Regions from separate parts of the Danio rerio genome. Here region 2 is linked to region 1. The links are chromatin contacts, called in public Micro-C maps. All regions are on one chromosome and are shown on one strand. Each heading gives the region's core, a stretch centred on a gene start, on an enhancer-like site or on the middle of the called end of the contact. The rest is flanking DNA. Distances are from core to core; before and after follow the strand shown. Region 1 holds the start of wipf2a (WAS/WASL interacting protein family, member 2a). Region 2 holds the start of sp2 (sp2 transcription factor).

What was found. A called contact is a pair of places that touch in the nucleus more often than the background predicts.
Region 2: a contact with region 1 is called in a Micro-C map of caudal fin, with 5 times the contacts expected there. The contact joins the promoter of sp2 here to the promoter of wipf2a in region 1. A contact is called at or near these places in 2 of 18 Hi-C or Micro-C datasets (caudal fin and an unstated tissue).

What each region holds. Positions count from the first base shown.
Region 1 is chr11:12,329,211-12,332,823 of GRCz12tu, forward strand. wipf2a (WAS/WASL interacting protein family, member 2a) reads right to left here and starts at 1,686. Exons shown (of 8, transcript XM_005155759.6): 1 at 1,311-1,686. LOC141376560 (a long non-coding RNA gene) reads left to right here and starts at 1,135. Exons shown (of 2, transcript XR_012387068.1): 1 at 1,135-1,760; 2 at 2,338-3,613. It overlaps si:ch211-69b7.6, which reads right to left. Exons shown (of 6, transcript XM_679489.10): 6 at 3,392-3,613.
Region 2 is chr11:12,479,156-12,482,768 of GRCz12tu, forward strand. sp2 (sp2 transcription factor) reads right to left here and starts at 1,872. Exons shown (of 8, transcript NM_001099982.2): 1 at 1,847-1,872; 2 at 499-575. The coding sequence starts at 1,853. gpr179 (G protein-coupled receptor 179) reads left to right here and starts at 2,250. Exons shown (of 13, transcript XM_073916481.1): 1 at 2,250-2,315.

The DNA of each region.
Region 1 (3,613 bases), core at 436-2,935:
TATGGAGTTAAAGATTCAAATCAAATTTGACATAAAGCTGTCTTCGAGGTCATTTTGTAAGATAATTAATTGTTTAATTAATTGAGTGTAATAAAAGTCATTATTGACACATTTCACATTCACAATTATGAAATTTGATTTAGATTTTTCTTTGCCACATGTAAATAGTCTCATCACAGATAGTTTTTCACCCTATAAAAGTATCAAATTTAATATGCAAAATTTTATGGCCTTGCTTTTACTAAAGATACAGCAGAAAAATGTGCTGTAGACAAACTTCAATGCATTCTGTCATCTGACTGATAGTTTTAAAATACTTTAGCAAGTTATCATTCAGTCATGGAATATGTCTTATGCAGTAAAATCCTTTAAAATGTTACATTCTAGAGTAATATTTTTTAGATTAAAACTAGAATAAAGCAACTGAGATTTTAATATCTGCAAATCATTTATTTTAATGTTTTTGTGCATCTCTAATTCATCACTATCATTATTTCTATTACTATTACTATGCAACTCTACATGTATTTTAAACAAATAGTCTGCTTTTGCAGGTATAAAGAAACTATCTTAAAGCTGAACAAACATTTTGGTCTTCTGGATAAAAATGTTATGTATAAATTAAATATAATAGAGAGCATACTGTATATTAGCAATTTAAATGTGTTTTATACGTTGAATAATGTATGTGTCGAATACGTCTGAAAAACATAGAGGGTTATTTCTTGTTTGGCCTTAACAGATGCGTCTGAATGCATAATACAATAACAGAACTATTTGAAGAACATAATCATTAAAATAAGTATACTTAATATTAACTGGTGTCACACCAGACCAGTGTTTTCGTAGTTTTCAACTCTTTCTTTGTCGTGAGTCTAAAACAAGGAAGTGAAAAATTCAGAGCTCAGCTTGTGAACATGACGTGTCTGACCATCTTCGTGTCTAAATATTTAAACAGACTGTCTGTGACCATACCTGTCATGCCACAAACATCCTGAACTAGTTAAATCAATTACATGTGTGTATAGAAGGCAAAACCAAAAGTTTTAGGACAATAGGAATGTCTTCAAAAGCACATTATTGTGATCCATGAACGAACGGTTCTTTTGAGTCGAATCTTTTGAAAGAATCGGTTCTCAAACCCGGTCAAAGGACTCGTTGATTAATAAACAACCCAAGCGAAACACACGAATTCAAAAAACTTTTCACAAAGTCACTTGCGCTTCTTGTACAATATGTGTAAGGAGCTATAACAACTATATTAATAATATTAGTCACTATCTGTAACGTAAATACGTCGGCAAGCTTACCTGTCGGTCGCGATGTGACTGATATCTTATCCCAAACAACATTAATGTCACACAGTAACCGTCTGTTCTTCAGCCGATGATCTTCTTCTGCCTATCCGGTCACCGAATAAACACGGGAAAGTTAGTTAACTAACGTTAAGTTAGTCGGGCGAGAGCTTACAGTGGTGCGCTGTCATATTGACGGCTGGTTTCTGCCAACTCTCTAAAGTTGTTACAAACCGTCCACGGCGAGAAATGAAAGCACGAAAGGCAAAGATTTACAGAACCTTATCGCTTGTTGACATTAACATTGCTGCCCTGTGAATTGGGGCGATGTTGTTTCACGACAGACCGCTGGGCTTCAGCGAACCCAGTTCAATGGAATCCCGGAAATCCCGCAGTCGGTACAAAATGGAGGCAGGAGGCCGAAAAAAACCGAATGCAACCGGAAAGTGAGACCTGTACGTTAGGGTAACTACATGGATAAGCTCTTTCTCTTGTAAAGTTAAAAAAGCCAAAACGTTATAGCAGTTTATTGTTACAAAACAAACAAAAACAATGTCGTTAAAAGTCAATCTGCCATATTTTTTAATTAAATAAATGATTTAGGGTAACATAGGCACTTGTAACAAAAGCAACTCTCTTATCAAATGAAACAATGGTTTTATTAAAATATAAATGCAGTAATTATTTTTTGTGCCAATAATATAATTTGTATAACCATGGTTAAAGGAATTTGTGTTTTAACAACGTTTTGGCAAAGCCAATTTTCCAAGTTTGTTTATTATAATTTAAAAAATAGTTCTCAGAAAAGAACAGAAAGGAAGCAAGAACATTGTCAAAGACTTCAATGTGACTTCAGTGGGTCTACCAAAATCAAAATATCTAAACATGACTCTTCACCAATATTTTTAAGGCAGAACATTTATTAGGGTACAGTTTGACATATTGCTATAAGAGTTTGTAGCACAACCATAATTCATGTAGTAATGGTGCCACTTGATCAGATGTTTTAACAATGTTTTACATCATTTTCTTGTCTTCTAAGGACCATTGCTGTCTATGGAGAATGGTAGAGCTTTGATTTAATCTAGAATACCTTCATTTGTGTTCTGAAGATGAACAAATATCACATGGGAGTGGAATAACGTGTGAGTAAATAACAACATTTCAAAACATTCTGAAAATAATTTCCTTTAATTGCAATTAGTGATGTTAATAACGAGTTTCTGAAGTTTACAAATAGTATTGTTTACTTGTTAGCACAAATATGTGATTTTGTTTGGTCAGTTCTTGGCAAATGAGATGTTAATTACGTTACAAATGTTTGTATGTGTGCTTAGATTTTTTTTAAAACTACATATGTGAATATTTTTTTGTTTTTTTTTTTTGTTTTGTTTTTTTAAAGTAAAAGAGTACTCCAAAATTACAAGTGAAAATACAGGTATGCAGCATGCCGCCAAAATATACTTAAACGGAAAGTTCACCCAAAACTGTTCTGTCATCATTTACTCACCCTACAATTCCAAACCAGTTTGAGTTTCTATCTTCTATTTAACACACAAAAATGATATTTAAAAAAAAAAAAGCTGTAAACCTGTATCCACTGACTTCCATAATATTTGTTTTTCCTAGAGGTCAATAATTACAGGTTTACAATGTCTTCAAAGTAGCTTCTTTTGTGTTCAACAGAATAAAAAAAAAAAACTTAAAGAGTAAAGAGTAATTTTTTTTTTTTTTTTTTTTGTGCGAACTTGAAGTAAAAGTAATGTTTAACCTAAAAGTTCATTTAGCAATATTTGAAAAATGCTTTTGACCACAGTGCTGGACCAAGTCCATTCAGTCATTTTATTTTCAGCTTAGTCCCTTTATTAATCTGGGGTCGCCACAGTGGAATGAACCACCAATTTATCCAGCATATGTTTTACGCAGCGGATTCCATTCCAGCTGCAACCCATCACTGGGAAACATCCATACACTCATTCGGACCAAATCACAAAACACAAATCAACAGTAAGAGGTGGGTGTAGTAACAATAACAGAGATATAAAAACAGTGTATTGTAATAGTGTATGTATTTATAAAACCAGACCAGACAAAAATTAAATCAGAAATTTTAATGCAAAGTGAAATAAACAGTATAATACTCAATGCTTACAACATGTCTGTATACAATTCAATTGTAAAACTATAATCAGAGATAATGCCTGAGAAACTACACAAAGTGAACATGACACTAACCCCCCTGATGAATTAGTTATCACCAGAAAATGTATTATTTGAAAAACAAAATCTCATGAATGATTTTTTTTTTGCACAAAATC
Region 2 (3,613 bases), core at 622-3,121, 150 kb after region 1:
TTTAATTTTTTTAAACCATTTTAAGGTCAGCATTAGCCCCTTAAACAATATTTTTCTCATAGTCTACAGAACAAAGCATCATTTTGATTTGCCTAATTATCCTTGCCTTGTAACCTGATTAACCTTAATTAAGCCTTAAAATTACACTTGAAGCTGAATACTAATAATTAAAAAAATTAAATCAAAGAAATATTAGGCACTGTCATCATGGCAAAGACAAAAGAAATTAGTTATTAGAAATTATTAAATTAAAATTATTATTTTTAGAAATGTGTTCTTCTTACCGATAAACAAATTGGGGAAAAAAATAATTTATATATATATATATATATATATATATATATATATATATATATATATATCAGAATTTACCAGGAGAATATATTCTGTATATTTAAAATCATAATTTTGGCAGAAATATGAAATTTACTATTGTCCTCAAAAATAATTTAATATCAGTTCATCCTTAAAGCAAAATATAGAATCGTGGGATCTTACTTGAGAAGTGGTGGTGGAGGGCTGAAGATATTCACTGGGACTGACTGCGACAGTGGTGGCCATACTGTCCTTTTGATCTGTGAGAAGACAAAGGTAAATCTATTCATGCAATGAAAAGATCAAAACTCTCCAACTGTGAGAACAAAATAATCCAAGACATTTGAGATCATATTAATCTGTAGCTTGCACAATTTTTAAAGCACCACAACATTTCAATCAAAAGTGCGTGAACAGAACTGAAAAAAAAACAAATGCTCTGACTTTTTTGTTCAAAATAAAATAACCACTAACAGCATGCACTTTTTTTAGTTAGGACAAGTGTAGCTAAGGAGGCGTTACCTGAGATAATCTAAACCCCCGAGAGCAGTGATTCAGCGAGGCAGGGTTTAAAACTCAGTCCACTAATAGCACACAGTGGCACTTCACAGTGTAAAATATATTCAATCCTGGTCCTCAAGTGCTGGGCTATTCCAGAATTAGCACTGAGATGCACAGCTTTAGTATATACACATCTATGGTAAACATCCTGAACTGACCCCATATGTGGACAAATATCTCCGGTCACAACCAAAACAAACGCTTGCTGTTATGATGCTTTCTGACGGCTGTCAAAGCGAACAAAACAAACTCGACATGTTTATGTACTGGAAAGCGAACAAAAACTCAATGCGTGCATGTATTTCAATTACATCAATTTTATAGACAGTTTATAGGAAATATTTTGCAAGTTCGATACATTTAAAACTTGTTCTCATAACGTTTCATTCATTTCTGATTTATTTTCCTCAGTATGAAAATCCCGACGGTATCATTAACAGCCAACGTGTGTGTTTTTACACTACAATTTCAACAGCACTGAAGAAAAAAATGTTTTAATGACTATGTGGCTTGATAAAAGATGCAAGCTGCTAACGCTAACAAGCTAAAACGTCAGAAGCCTGCAAGTGGTTGAGCTATGCTAATTGAATGCTTTAAAATATCTCATCAGTTTGATTTTATATTTAGTTTTTAATCAGTCGATCACGTGTTTACGACTTTTTTACGAGCATGCAGACCGCTTTATAAGGGTTATCCTGACTGCGTGCAGACAGACTCAAGAGTGCGCTGATGGAGGAGGAAACTGCTGGCTTAGCATGCTAAAGTGCTAACTAGCCAGATAAACTCTTCGCTGCGGAAAAGAACAGTGATTCCGGAAGTGTGCATTTATTTGAATCGCAGTGCTACGTTTGATTAAAAAAACTCATGCGTGCGAGCTACGATATTTAACATATATCGGTCCGTTCGCTCGTGAAAATGTTTAAGAAAGTAACATTGTAATATAAACATCAACGTTATAATTCCTACCCACCGCTCATGACGACATTCACTCTCCGTGAAGCCTTGAAGAGCCCACAAAAGATACCGCCCCACCGGGGTCTACTGGCCAATCAGGTTACTTGTCAATCATCTAGAGCTAAAAGTGATAACCAATCAGAAAACAGCTTTTGCCTGATTGACATTTGTTCTGACTAATGAAAAGACGTCGTTTTTCTATGACAGTTGAAGGATATATGTTTGACCAATGGGTTGTCGAGTTTTTAGTAGAGAGGCGGGGGTTGTGAGGCTATCAAAATAATGAGGCGAACCAATGATACGCAGGTATGAATTTAACTGACTTTTCGTTTAGCCAGTCAGAAACGTAGAAAGGATATCAATCAAAAGTAATTGACAACAATCGCTATTAATCAACCTTCGCAAATTGTGTCGGTTTTGCCTTGCATTATGAACGCAGGTGGCCGGGCTACTGTGTCTTCTGAAAAGAGTTACAGAACCTAAAGGTGATGGACAAACACCAACATGTTTTAATTCTCCAAAATGAAATTGTTCTGTCTGTAAATGGAGACTTTTGTTTGTAATTGCAATATTAACTTTAGCCGGTACTAGTGTTTAGGCGTTCTTAACTCGTTTACTGTCTGTAACGTTAATGAGAATACAGTTGTGTGTGCTGCTGTCCCATGAAAATGTTTAGGATAACGTTAACCCCTCGGTAAATGTGTGATATTACCAATATATAGTGATTTGAGCAACAAGTTATAGTCATACGAAAAATTAATAAATAAACAAAAGACAATTCAAAAAGTCATGGAAACTATATTTACCTTCGATCGACCCACTAGCCTCAATCAAGTTTGGGTTTTGGCCGTTTGTAAGAAAAAGTTAGGGCACCGCTTGTTTTGGATAGCCCTTAGGTAAAGTAAAATGTGTGACATTACCGATATATAGTGATGCTAGCAACAAGAAATGCAGTTATATAAATTATTGGTGTTATTACAAAAGTATTACTAAAGAAACGCGTTATTTCAGATTCCTGGAATGATTGGATGTGTCCAACAAATAAAAGTATCCAAGTGACTAAAGAATGGGAAAAAAAAAAAAAACCAGCAATTCAAAAAGCAAGAAGTACTTTCTCTATTCATTTGCCAATAGAGATTTACAGAAACTGCTGTTATTTGGTTTGTTTGTAATCTATATCTCTTTTTGGCATAACATAACATTGGTGCCATCTTTTCAGACACTGTAATATTAATTTTTAGATACGAAAATGTATTTAATCCAGATGTTTTAAGAAATCGATATTTGGCAGAATGACCTCAATATTCAATCACAACAAACATTGAAAACATTTGTTATTCTTACTAATTGTATTTTCGGGAAAAGTAAAAATTCTATAAATGGCCATTTTTATACAAAAATTTAAAGAAATGTTATCTTGATGTTTACATAATGAATAGATTAGATATACTCAAAGTGGGGCTCGTGGCCAATTGTAACCTTTGATTTGGCAATCATCCTAACTTACTGGATAGTGAGAATGATGGAGAGGGTTGGGGTGAATGCCTTAAACAGACTGTCATTTCTAATTTGACGTAACATTTTTTGTTAGAGCAAAGTCCCATTCATCGCTGCTTGCAGCTTTACTTTGTTAGTTTTATTGCTGAGCTACAAATAAAGCAAACTAAAATTAAATGACTAAATCTTGTAAAAGAATCTTTGAATTTTTAAAAATGTAAATACTGTCATTTAACAGATAGAGGGCTATGCAGAAGATATTGGCGAGCAAGTTAAGCCAAAAACA